Linked DNA regions of Hordeum vulgare: region 1 is linked to region 2. Evidence: chromatin contacts called from public Hi-C data. All regions are on one chromosome and are shown on one strand. Each heading gives the region's core, a stretch centred on a gene start, on an enhancer-like site or on the middle of the called end of the contact. The rest is flanking DNA. Distances are from core to core; before and after follow the strand shown.

Region 1 (5,534 bases), core at 780-3,279, 260 kb before region 2:
ATTGCAGGCAGTGTTAGGAGGAACATGTGAGGTAATACCTATTAGAATGAGGATACAGTGAAACAAACCACCCCGGAGCGACAAAGTCAAGTCATATGAAGAAATCTATGGGAACATCATATAAGCAAAAGGATACCTGAGTTGGAAATGGTTTCTTTAAGTCAAAATATTCATACTTGTTCCCCAAGCAACCAAATGTCGAGGACGAGATTTATTTAAAGTTGGAAGGTTTGTGACACCCTTTATTTTGGCCCTTTCTTTTTTTCCTTTGAATTTATTTAAGATTTTATTCGAAATTGTTTTTCTATGGCTTTGTGGCTTGGAAACTTGGGAGGATCACCTCTTCCTAGTCTCCAAAGTGACTTTTCATTCTCAAATCCTTCCCAAGACCATGTCATTTCCATCTTATCCCTAACCCAATTTTTTTGGTGGGAATATTCCTTTTTCTATTAAAGGAATAAACTTATTTGCTTTAGGTTGTGAAGCGATATATATTTCTGTCTCTCCCAAAATTACCAAATAATTCTCATAAATTGTTTGGGTCATATGTTCCTCAAATATGTCAAAATCCTTCATTCTCTAGTTCAAAAATAATTCAAGGATATTTTTTTATATTGTGCCCCGAATGGCACTTTGTGGAGGAAGTGTCATTTCTATATTATTGTTTGCCCTAAAAAAAATTTGCGTACTTTTTCCTATCCACAATCGGGATCATGCAAAAGTCCAACTTCATTTGCGTAGGAAATATGCCTCAGCTAATTTCCAAAATTTTTGCCCACAAAGTAACTTTGTGAAGGAGGTACTAGCTAGGCAAACCCAAATGATTTAAAATTTTGACATGACCTTCATATGATGAAATAATAGCTCTCCTCCAAATTGTAGCATCGTTCCATCATCCAATGAGGCCCAACGTCAAATCTTAGTTTCTGGTCAGATTTTCAGTTTGTAAAGCAAATGTATTATATGTTTCTTCATTATAGTTGAAAAATTTCCAAGACCTTCTGCTACTCATATAACCTCTCTACACCAAATTCGGGATAGTTGATTTAAGCCAATATTTCTCGAGAATGCTTCTAAGTTTATGTCCAGAGAGATGCATTGTGATGGAAGTACCATTTTGATGTATCCCAATGGTATGAAATTTTCACAATGCATCCATATGCCCAAATAGCTCATCCCCCCCCGCGCCGAAATTTCAGCTCAATCCAATTAACCATGTGAGTGCTACTTTGTATTTTGCATTTCTGTCCAGTGGGGTACTTCGTATAACAAGGGATATCTAGCTTCATCCTAAAAATTTGCATCGATGGTCATCTTAGTGATGAATCAGCCTCTACAAAATATCAGCATCTTTTTCGAGACCAATTACTCTGGCGGTCGGGGCCCTCAGTTTCGTCTCTTCCCTTGCACTTTTGACACCCAGCTATGTCGAGCATCTCCGTCTTGGCCTCGCCTTCACGCTGGACCCCTCGCCCCCTCTTAGGTCACCTCCTACGAGGGGCTCTGGCTGTGTCCATTCCTAGCCACCCTGCCCCCGCCATGGCTTATTGCCCAAGGTCGCGAGTGCCTTTCCGAGCGCTCCCCAATACTATTTATAGGTGCCCCAAGCACCACAACATCTCGCCGACCCCTCGGTCCCTTCCCCAAGCTCCTGGAGCTCCTAGTCCTCCAATAGCCAAGATGGCTGCCGTCAATCTCCCATGGCCAAGCTCCTACTCGAGGCCTCCCCCTCTATCCTAACCCCACCAGGGCTTTGCCCTAGCTTTCTTGAAGCTTCCCCGACCCCCAGCCCCTCCTCTGTGTTGTCGAGCCGCACGCCCCAAGGTCGCCCAAGCCGGACATCCGCCATGGCCAACGGGGAGCTTACTCCAGCCCTCCTCGGTGAACACATTTGGCCCAGCCGGATGAGCCGCCCCGTCTTGAGCCGCTGATGTCTTCCCCTTGGCCGGAGGTGGCCAGAGGCACCGGGGCCAACGCCGGGCAAGCCCGGCCTAGCCCTCTCCTATGCCCACTTCGGGAGGAGGAATAACGAGTGGGGAGGAGATATATGTTTAGCACGACCCACCTATAAGTGACCGAAGCCTCGAGCTCGCGTGGATAAAGTCGAAGCGCATTTTTGGTAAACTATGTTTTCGTGCACTCAAAGCGCACTTCAGTATGTTTTCTGTTAAGAATAAACTTTCACTACTGTGGAAACTTATTTCTAAAAATACGCTTTCTGTTTTTCAGCTGCCGGCCAAATATGTTAAATGCTGAACGTTCACCGGTTAGTAGTAGAAAAAGAATACTTTTTATTTGACTTCTACCTACCGAACGAATGTCCATATCTCCGCAATCATAACTCCGAATGAGGTGATTCCAAACCCCTCATTTTCATCTCGTCGAGCCCGTTGCATTGGTAAATTTTCATTATGTGGTCACACATTGAAAATGATCATTTTTCCCTTGCCTCTAATCAGCCCCCTTCGGGAGAGAAGTGTTTTCGGTGAATCTTTCCGCGAGCCTCTCGCACTTCTACCCGTAGAATCCTTCCTTCCTACACAGGCCACGACAACGAATTGCATGATGGCCTTGCATTAGACATGGTTTACTTCTTAAATATTTAATAATTATTTGCTCATTTACTACTGGTATTTCTATTTCGGTATGTGTTGGGGATATTATCCCGCCATGTAACCTGCCCTATGAGGCTAGATCAAGCTGGTGGCGGCTCAATGTTTATACTCGAGATGGTCCCTGACATACAAGATAGGAGGCGACAAGGCAGTTTACCAAGGTGAGCCGGCGCGGCCCAAGACATGAAGATGGCGACTCAAGGCCAACAAGGTAGAAGATCGCCAGGGGTTTTCCTTGCTAAAGGGGAAAGGTGAGTTAGAGACATATTGGGTCACGAATCATAAGGTGACCCGGAGTCTTGTAAGCCTACGGTCTCGATCTGTATGTAAAGGCGAGTCTCTAAGGCCGATAGACTTAAGTTACAATCAATCGAGAGCTAGTTCAGGCGAATACGCACCCTTGTAATCGATTTCATCATCAATACACACAAAAGTAGAACATAGGATTTTACCTCCATCGGAGGGGCCAAACCTGGGTAAACTCGTCTCTTGTTCCTGATCAACACCTTTGAGTCGCCACCTAGTCGCAATGGCTCCATCACTAAGTCCTTTCACAAGGACATCTGCCGTAATAAAACCACAACAGTTGGTGCCCACCATGGGGCCATCGCACGGTGGAGTTGATTTCTCAAAGGGAGCCCTTCCAGGGTTCGGGAGCTACGTGGTTGGTCTCATGACAAAGAGCCGTCGCGGAAAGTGCTACATCGACAATTCGAGCTGGGGTCCCGAGGCGCGTTCAATCGAATCTGGTTACTAGGTCCCCTTCGGCAAGATTCACGTCTTCATCGGCAAGATCGGTGCACTTGTTCCTGAGCCGGACATCTACACTGACATCGTCGAGACGGCTCGGTTCACCCAACCCGCCAAGTGTCAGATGAGAGAGTGTCACGTCTTTCTTGGCTTTACGTAGGGGTTAGCCTCCCGGATGAGCCGACGACTGATGGAGACACCACCGTCAACTAAGACGGCAAGTCATCCATGGGGACACACACTCGATCTGCCCTCTCTATGAGGGAAGGCTTGGGGGCTTTCTTAAGGCGGCTATCTCTGAAGGTACGCAAGACCCGCCTCGCCAGGTCGCCATCTATATGGCAGGGGAAGCGATGGCTTTGTATCAGCGAGATGCGGCGGCCGCCAGTGGAGCCAGCGGGTTTGGAAAAATGCCGGCCCAAGCCATGATGGATCTGATGGTCGAGATGTCAAAACTCGTGGCGGTCGTCGTTACTCCTGACAATCAGGAGGAATTCAATGCCGAGATGGAAAAACTGCGTGAAAAGATGACTAAGATACAACGTGAGATTCACGCTATGGACACCCGGATGGCGGATCAGCAGGTTCAAATTAACGAAGAGGTGGAACACTTGAAGGCTAAGGCATGGCGGCTTGAGCGTCGGCGAGTCGCTTCCGATGCGGTGCACCAGAGGATGCATCAGAGTCGTCTCCCAACCAATCTTAACTCCACTCATTTATTTGACACACCTCACACGCCTGGTGCGGAGCATAACGCTCTTCGAAAAACTAATCAACGGGTTGAGATGGCTCAGCCGCTGGAGACCCAGCAGCCGGATCAGCCTTCGCCACTCCAGCCGTCGGCTCAACGTTTCCAAACACCACAGTCCACTTCTCCAACCCCGCGGAAATCATGCTAGCTCCAACCCGCAACTTGGAGTCTCTCATCATTCATGGAAACACCTTAATCGAGGTGGAAGCAAGGAACACCATCGAGATGCTGAAGACAGATGTGGTTCAACATGCACAATTTTCTTACACTTGCGATGGGGTGCACTCCACACCCCACACTAGTCAGACCAAGAGCATCCATGACGATCTCCGGCGGTTTCCCGCAGCGGTCGCCGACAGCAGCCTCAAGCCAACCTTCCCGAACTGCCAATGTCGAATGCTTAGGCGCTTGTGAATGTGGCTCGAGCCCCCCGTTAGGCAGAGGCAGAGGCGGCGACGGCGGTGGTGGGTCAGGTGGTTCCGACTTACGTCGAGCTGAATATAGGCATCCCCTGCTTGTCGTTTTCTCTTCGCAACGAGCGCATGCCCAGAGATTTCAAAGGCCCTCGCAAGGTGCCCAATTACACACTCGATCTTGAGCCATGTACGTGGATTGAGAGTTACGAGCTTGCTATGGATATGCTTTATGCCAGCGATGCAATATGCGCCAAATATTTCATGATGATGTTGGAAGGACCGGCTCGCACGTGGTTGAAAATTTAACACCCAACTCCATCAACACCTGGGTGGAATTGAAGGAGTGATTCATTAAAAAATTCCGAGGAACTTGCAGACGCCCAATGACGATCGTAGATCTGCAACATTGCGTTCAGCGTATGGATAAGTCGGCCCACCATTGGACGTGGCGGGTTACGAAGATTATCCACTCGTCGGATGGCATCACAGCGGCTCAAGCCATGTTGATCTTGGAGAAGAATTGTCACTTTTAACCTCTGGTATTAAAGCTTGGTCGTCTTAAGCGGAAGGTGCGGGATATGGGCAAGTTGATGGACACCCTCACCAGATATGCCGAATCGGATGGAACGAAGGATGTCGTCTCATATGATGATAAAGCCAGTGAAGTCAAGAAAGGAGATGGAACTAAGAGTCATCCCCAAGCTCATGGCTGCAATGGCAACTAGGGAGGTCAAGGAAATAGAAGGCATCAAGATGGTGTGTTAGATTTTTTTGCCAATACTAGCGTAGGAATACTAGTCAAACTCGGTGAAATAGTGGGAGAAAACCACGTAATTACAAGGAGATGTTCAAGGGACCCTGTCCTAAGCATAGTACCCCGGATACCCCGTCTACCCGTTCTTGAGAAAACTGCTTTGTGATGCAGGAATTTCATCTTCAAGCGTCCGGGGACAACCAAGGGGGGAAAGGTGATAGACATCCGGGTCAGTTTGGTCCTGGCGG
Region 2 (6,001 bases), core at 2,810-5,309:
CCTCAGAATCACGGCGGCGAAGACCAGCCCCAACCAGAGTGTGCGTGCGACGGTCCTGGACAGAACAAGAGTCAATGTCAAGGATGACACGACAACCAGAATCAGCAAGTTGACCGACGGAAAACAGATTCATGGTAAGTCGAGGAACATGAGCAACATCAGGAACAGAATAAGAGGGAGTGGTAAGAGTGCCTCTACTAACGACAGGAAGGGGAGTACCATCAGCGGTGAGGACATGAACAGGAGAATCAAGCGATCGAAGAGAGGACAGAGTGAAAGAATTAGAAGTCATATGAAAGGAAGCTCCAGAGTCCAGAACCCATGGGGATGTACCTGACTATGTAGAAGGTGGTTGCTCAGTGCGGGAAGCCTCAGTCACAGAACCAGCAGTACCCGTTGAGGAAGAACCTGAAGCAGCAAGCAGACGCTTAAGTCTCAGAATATCCTGCTCAGTCAAAGCGATGGCTGAAGCTGTCGAGGTAGATGACGAAGTCGTTGTAGATGATGATCACGCCCTGCGCAAGTGTTTCTTCTTCGTGTAGCAGGGGGACTCAATATGACCATCATTGTTGCAGTAGCCACAATGTGAACGGGGCGACCTGAGCCGCCAGAAGGAGTGGGCAGGAGCGGCGGAGCACTCGAGCGAGAAGGGATCGGAGCGGCGGAGCACTCGAGCGAGAAGGGATCGGTGCAACAGGTGGCGTAAAAAAATCCGAGCAGCGAGCACCGAGGGAACCTCCAGCAAACCAACACCAAGTAAGCGAGTCTCCTCAGCACGAATCTCAGAAAGCGCTTCCATGAGAGAAATACGGCCACGAGCAAACAACTGAGCACGCCGAGGCTCAAACTCCTTACGGAGCCTAGACAGGAACTCGTAGATGCGATGAAACTCCAAATCGGCCTGGACAGCCTGGCAACAGGGGCAACTACGACAACCAGCACTGCGGAGAGAATCAAGCTGGCACCAGATAGCAGAACTCTGTGCATATAAGTCATCAACAGTAGAGTCACCCTGCTGAAGAGCATGCTCCTGACGAACCACAGAGAGGTATAAGGCATCACCAGAGGGCTCATAGCGCTGACGAAGGCGAGTCCACATCTCAAAGACAGTAGGAAGGCCCAGAAACTCAGAGGCAAACTGAGGCAGAACACTGGCAGTGAGAACAGCTGGAGCACGGGCATCATCATCAAGCCACTGGGTGTAAACAGACAGAGCACCATGATACACCTGAAGAGCCTCCTCATAAGTCAAAACCTTCTCATCATAAGCACGAATAGCAGCCTCATCAGCAACCTTAGCCGCATCCTTTGCAGCCTGAGGAGCATCCGCGGGAAGAACCGGTGGAGTCGGAGGAGTGGGAGCCACAGGGGGAACCGGACGTGGCGGACAACAGACCTCGCCAAAGAGAACTCCCCAGAGACGGATGCCACGCATGTGAATGTGCATGAAGCCAGTGAACTCGGTGTAGTTAGTACCATCGAAGATCACCGAACAGCGAGGGACAACAACATAGCCAGATGCAGTAGACATTTTTTTAGGAAAGTAAACCAGTCAACGGGATCGGAAACCGCGTCGACAGCAGAGAGAACCGCGAGATCCGATCAGGCGGTAGGTGGAGCGGGGCGAGATCGAGTTCCGACCCAGGCAGCAGTCGGGGCGGCTGGTTCCGATCCAGGCAGGGTCGGGGTGCGGATTGGCGGCTGGTCCCGTGGTGGCGCGTCCCTCGAACAGCACGGTCGAAGACTCCAAGAATCCAAGAATCCGAGGCAGGTTCCGGGGCGGCTGGTTCCGATCCAGGCAGCGTCGGGGTGCGGATTGGCGCCTGAAGACTCCAAGAACCCGTGGCCTGCTCCCCACGAAACGCACGGATCGGCGCCTGGACGAGACCGAGGCTGGGTAACCGCCGCGAGAGCAGTTCTGGACGAGATCGAGGGGCTCCCTCCAGCAGTAGAAGAGGGGGTCCTTCTGTCACCACGACGAGGCGCAGTTGGAGCGGGATTCGGAGAAGAGACAGCCACGAGTCTTCGACGGAGACAGGAGCGACGGCGGCTGTGCAAGGAATTAGATCGGGAGGAGCACGAGTTGCGCGTGCTAAGAAAACCTAGGCTCTAATACCATGTTAGGAAAGCAACTTGTATTCCCATGAGGCCATAGGCCGGTATATATACAACCTAGGCTCTAATACCATGTTAGGAAAGCAACTTGTATTCCCATGAGGCCATAGGCCGGTATATATACATGTACAGGTGGTGGACTATATGCAGGAAACCCCTTATATATTGGGATAAATACAAAAGGGCACATGACTTATATTATAACTCTAACAGGAACTACCGTTTGGCTTCGCTAAGAACACCTGGGCTATGCGTCAAAGTCTCAACACTGGCCCGGAGGAGAACACTAATCTACCCAGAAATAAAACCTCTGTTCCTTCTTGTTTCTTTCTACGGGCTTAACACAAGCAACAAAATACTGAGGAATGCAAGTCAATTTGTAACAAGTACCCTCGTCAGTTCTGTAAAAAAGGATATGTTTTTTTAGAAGGTACCCCTCACAATCACATCTCACCTCAAGCTTTTCTTCCCACTTGTCATAAATTCAACAAAATTTGCATGTTAATTCTATATTTTCATGGACTAAGGAAACTAAATGAACAAACAGGTAATGTGTGAGTTACTTCCGTAAACATGTGTGCATAGCCACATCAAGACCAATGAGCGAAACTAAGAACAAGTACCAAAATGGGGGACCTTATATAAGAACAACAATGCTGTAAGGTAATTCTCCAAAGGATTTTATTTTCTCATCCAAACATGCTGGAGGGAAACCATGCAACATGGCAAAAGCATTACCTAAAGTCTTACAAACAATCAGACATCAACTTGTGAGTCCTAAAAAAAATTATGTGTAAAAGGACAAGCACCAAACCTGATCATTGACATTGGCGTCTTTCAGCCTCTGCGTGTATATATACCGACCGGGCATCACAATGTATTGTCTGGACCCAATCTGCACAAAATAAAATTATAGTCAAAATAGTTTCCTCATTAATCACAAAACCTATAGGAAGTAGAGAAAAAAGAAACTCTCCGACGACGCATCTTTGCAGATTTAAGCATTTCTTAAAGTGCACCCAGATAACTCATTGTAATACTAATACTAAATAGTTCCAACTTTCTTTCTAACACTGCGGCATGTGCATGCTAATGAGAAGTGTGCACATTTCTCTTACTCCAACATTTCCGGTTTACAACGCTTAACTGTATTTTCAGATCTTTTTGACCTGTGAAATACAACTTATATCATATGCCACTACAAGTATACCATTAGAAACTTATCACAAATACGAAATCAATGTTATATCTTTTTGTGGCATATAACTCATGTTTCTCTGGTGAACTTGAGAATCTAGAAAATACTCGTGGGCCTTATAAACGCGAAAAGAGGGAGTAGTATTCATTAATCATGATGCAGCCTAACCATCTCTGGTGCAGCACTGCAATCCCAACGAAACCTGGAATCTTTAGTTCACCACAAGACATATCCAGCTCAAGTGTCACTTAAGTCACGGAGATTATTTACGAAACAGTAGCTAATGAAGCACAAAGAAGGCCCTGGCAATTTCCAGTTTATCTTGACCAAACTGCAACTTTCAATGCCAGGGAGTGAACGTGCGAGCTAACCCACCATGACAACGGCGAAGATGTCGGCATCCTTCCCCGCGCCAGCAGCAGCCAGCTGCACCTCAACAGGCTCCGGAACCGCGGCATCCTCTACCACCTCCTCCACCTCGGCTTCCACCGGAGCGGGCGCCTCCTCGGCGGCGGCGAAGATGCGCCAGTTGCGGGTCGCGGGCGCGGTTAAGGAGAGGGAGGTGCTCGCAGGGAGGAAGGCGGCGGCGTGGAGGAGTGGGGTTCTGGAGGGGAGGAGGCGGAGAGGGAGCGTGGCGGTGGCCATGGACGGGGCGCGGAACGATGGCGAGGGGGAACGACGGATACTGGACTGGAGGGTTTTCGGACGAAGAGGGGAGTGGGATAATATTGTGGATAGGAGGAAAATCGCGTGCTCGGACACGAGATAATTGCATCTATCATTGTGGAAGTTGGCGGCCAGCTCCAATCCACTCAAAAAAAAAGTTAAGAACTGCTTCAGTACGATCCTCCTACATGGAAATACGTTACTAATACGGTCCTGGATTTTGGAGAGCCAGTCCCCTTTCTATGCGCCAGCTACGTACCACGAATACCTCGTATGACACATCATCGCGTGGCCCGCCCGTCAACGGAGACCCCACCCGTCAGCCCAGACCCTACCCGTCAGCATAGACCCCACTCGTCAATGTAGACCCCACTCACCTCCTTGTCTGTTCTCAATCCCCTTTCGTGTCTTCCTCGATTGAGAGCGAGAGGCGAACGACAGCGAGCAGGCACGACGGCGGATGAACGGCGAGCGGGCATTCCGATGGTCGTTCCTGCGATGGAGGAAGCGACAGCGACGGCGCCGCAACTCGTGGGGCGGAGTTCGTCAACGATGGAGGGCCCTCGACGGCGGCCCGACGACGACGCGGCTCCAACCTACGGTATAATTCGTTGATAGCACATAATGTGATGCGTTTTTTGGCCCAATAACCTGCATTGTGTCGATTAGGTCGTCTGCACAAATTATGTGATTTGTACATGTCGATTTGTTGTGGTTCGTGAGGATTTGTGCTAGGGTTTGAACTTTTACTGAATGTTTTGTTGCAGCGAAGGAGAGTGGGTATTTCACTGTCGAAGTGATTCATGGTGGGTTTTTCTTTAGTAGTGGGCTGAATAGGTGCTATTTGGATGGCCAGAAGGTTTGTTACGATTATTGTCATGTGGAACTAGCATACTACAGTATGTTTGAACAAATAGTTGAGCACTTGGGGTATGAAAAGGAAGGAAGAACTGATATCTATTGGCTGTCTCCTTGTTGTCAGATTAACGAAGGTGATGAAACCCTGTTGTCCAATGATGCTGACTTAGATGTTGTGTCTCTTCAGATCAATGTAGGGCATAATTTCCAAATGATATATCTTGATCATTTGGATAACCATATTTCTGGTGGAGGTTCTAAATGGGATGATGTTGTGGCTAATCCAGTAGCAGAATTTCCTACTGTTTTCAATCCCATGAAGAAGCCAAGCAGTGCAAATGAAAGCAATACATCTTGTAGTGTTGTGGATGGAACTCATGAAATTCAGAGTCATGACCAAGAGATCTCCCATGACCAATTCTTTGTGAGACTCGGACCAAGAGCACAAAAGTTGGAAGAGGAGGAAGAACAATATACAGATTCAGATTCAGCTAACAGTGATTATATTCCTGAGATTATTGACAGTGATTATGACTTGGAGGATGGGGATGAAGATTTGTTGCAGGAGCAGTTGCATCCAGTGCAAGACAAGAAAGGGAAGAAGGTGGTTGAAGATTGCAACTCTGAAGAAGAGGAATTCGATGGTACAGATTCTGATGAAGATGAAATAAAATTCAATTTCAAACCTTTTACAGCTGCAGACATGCATGAGCCTAAGTTCCATGCAGACCAATTATTCTCTTCAGTGGAGCTTTTGAGGAAAGCAGTCAGAGAGTACAGTTGCAAAGAGAGGGTGAACATCAATTTTCCAAAGAATGACAAAATAAGGCTTTGTGCTAAGTGTGAGAAAGGCTGCCCATGGTATCTATATGCATCTTGGGACAATAGGACAAATGCAGTAATGGTGAAGACATTCAATGGTTAGCACACTTGTGAGAAGAAGTGGCAAGTTACAGCCTTTAGAGCTAGGTACATTGCTTCAAAATATGTGGACAAGATTAGGGCATGTGAGAAGATTTCACTAAAGGAAGATTGGAACATGACAATTAAAAGGGGAAAGCTTGGGAGAGCTAGGAAGATTGCATATGATATTATATATGGAGATGAGATTAAACAATACAACTTGATGTGGGACTATGCAAATGAGCTGAGGAGATCAAATCC

Evidence for each region. Hi-C and Micro-C count contacts between places; a contact is called where the count stands out from the background.
Region 1: a contact with region 2 is called in a Hi-C map of leaf, with 4 times the contacts expected there. The contact joins the enhancer-like site here to the promoter of LOC123402487 in region 2. A contact is called at or near these places in 3 of 6 Hi-C or Micro-C datasets (leaf and seedling).

What each region holds. Positions count from the first base shown.
Region 1 is chr6H:217,268,141-217,273,674 of MorexV3_pseudomolecules_assembly, reverse strand. No RefSeq gene overlaps it. Among protein-coding and RNA genes, the nearest start is that of LOC123402487, 260 kb to the right of the region's middle. Within about 2 kb of position 2,029, at least 3 of the 3 cell types and tissues checked have open chromatin away from gene starts, as enhancers often do. A contact at or near this core is called in leaf and seedling, where this site is marked.
Region 2 is chr6H:217,012,505-217,018,505 of MorexV3_pseudomolecules_assembly, reverse strand. It overlaps LOC123402487 (50S ribosomal protein L21, chloroplastic), which reads right to left and starts at 4,059. Exons shown (of 5, transcript XM_045096409.1): 1 at 3,689-4,059; 2 at 2,930-3,010. The coding sequence starts at 3,958.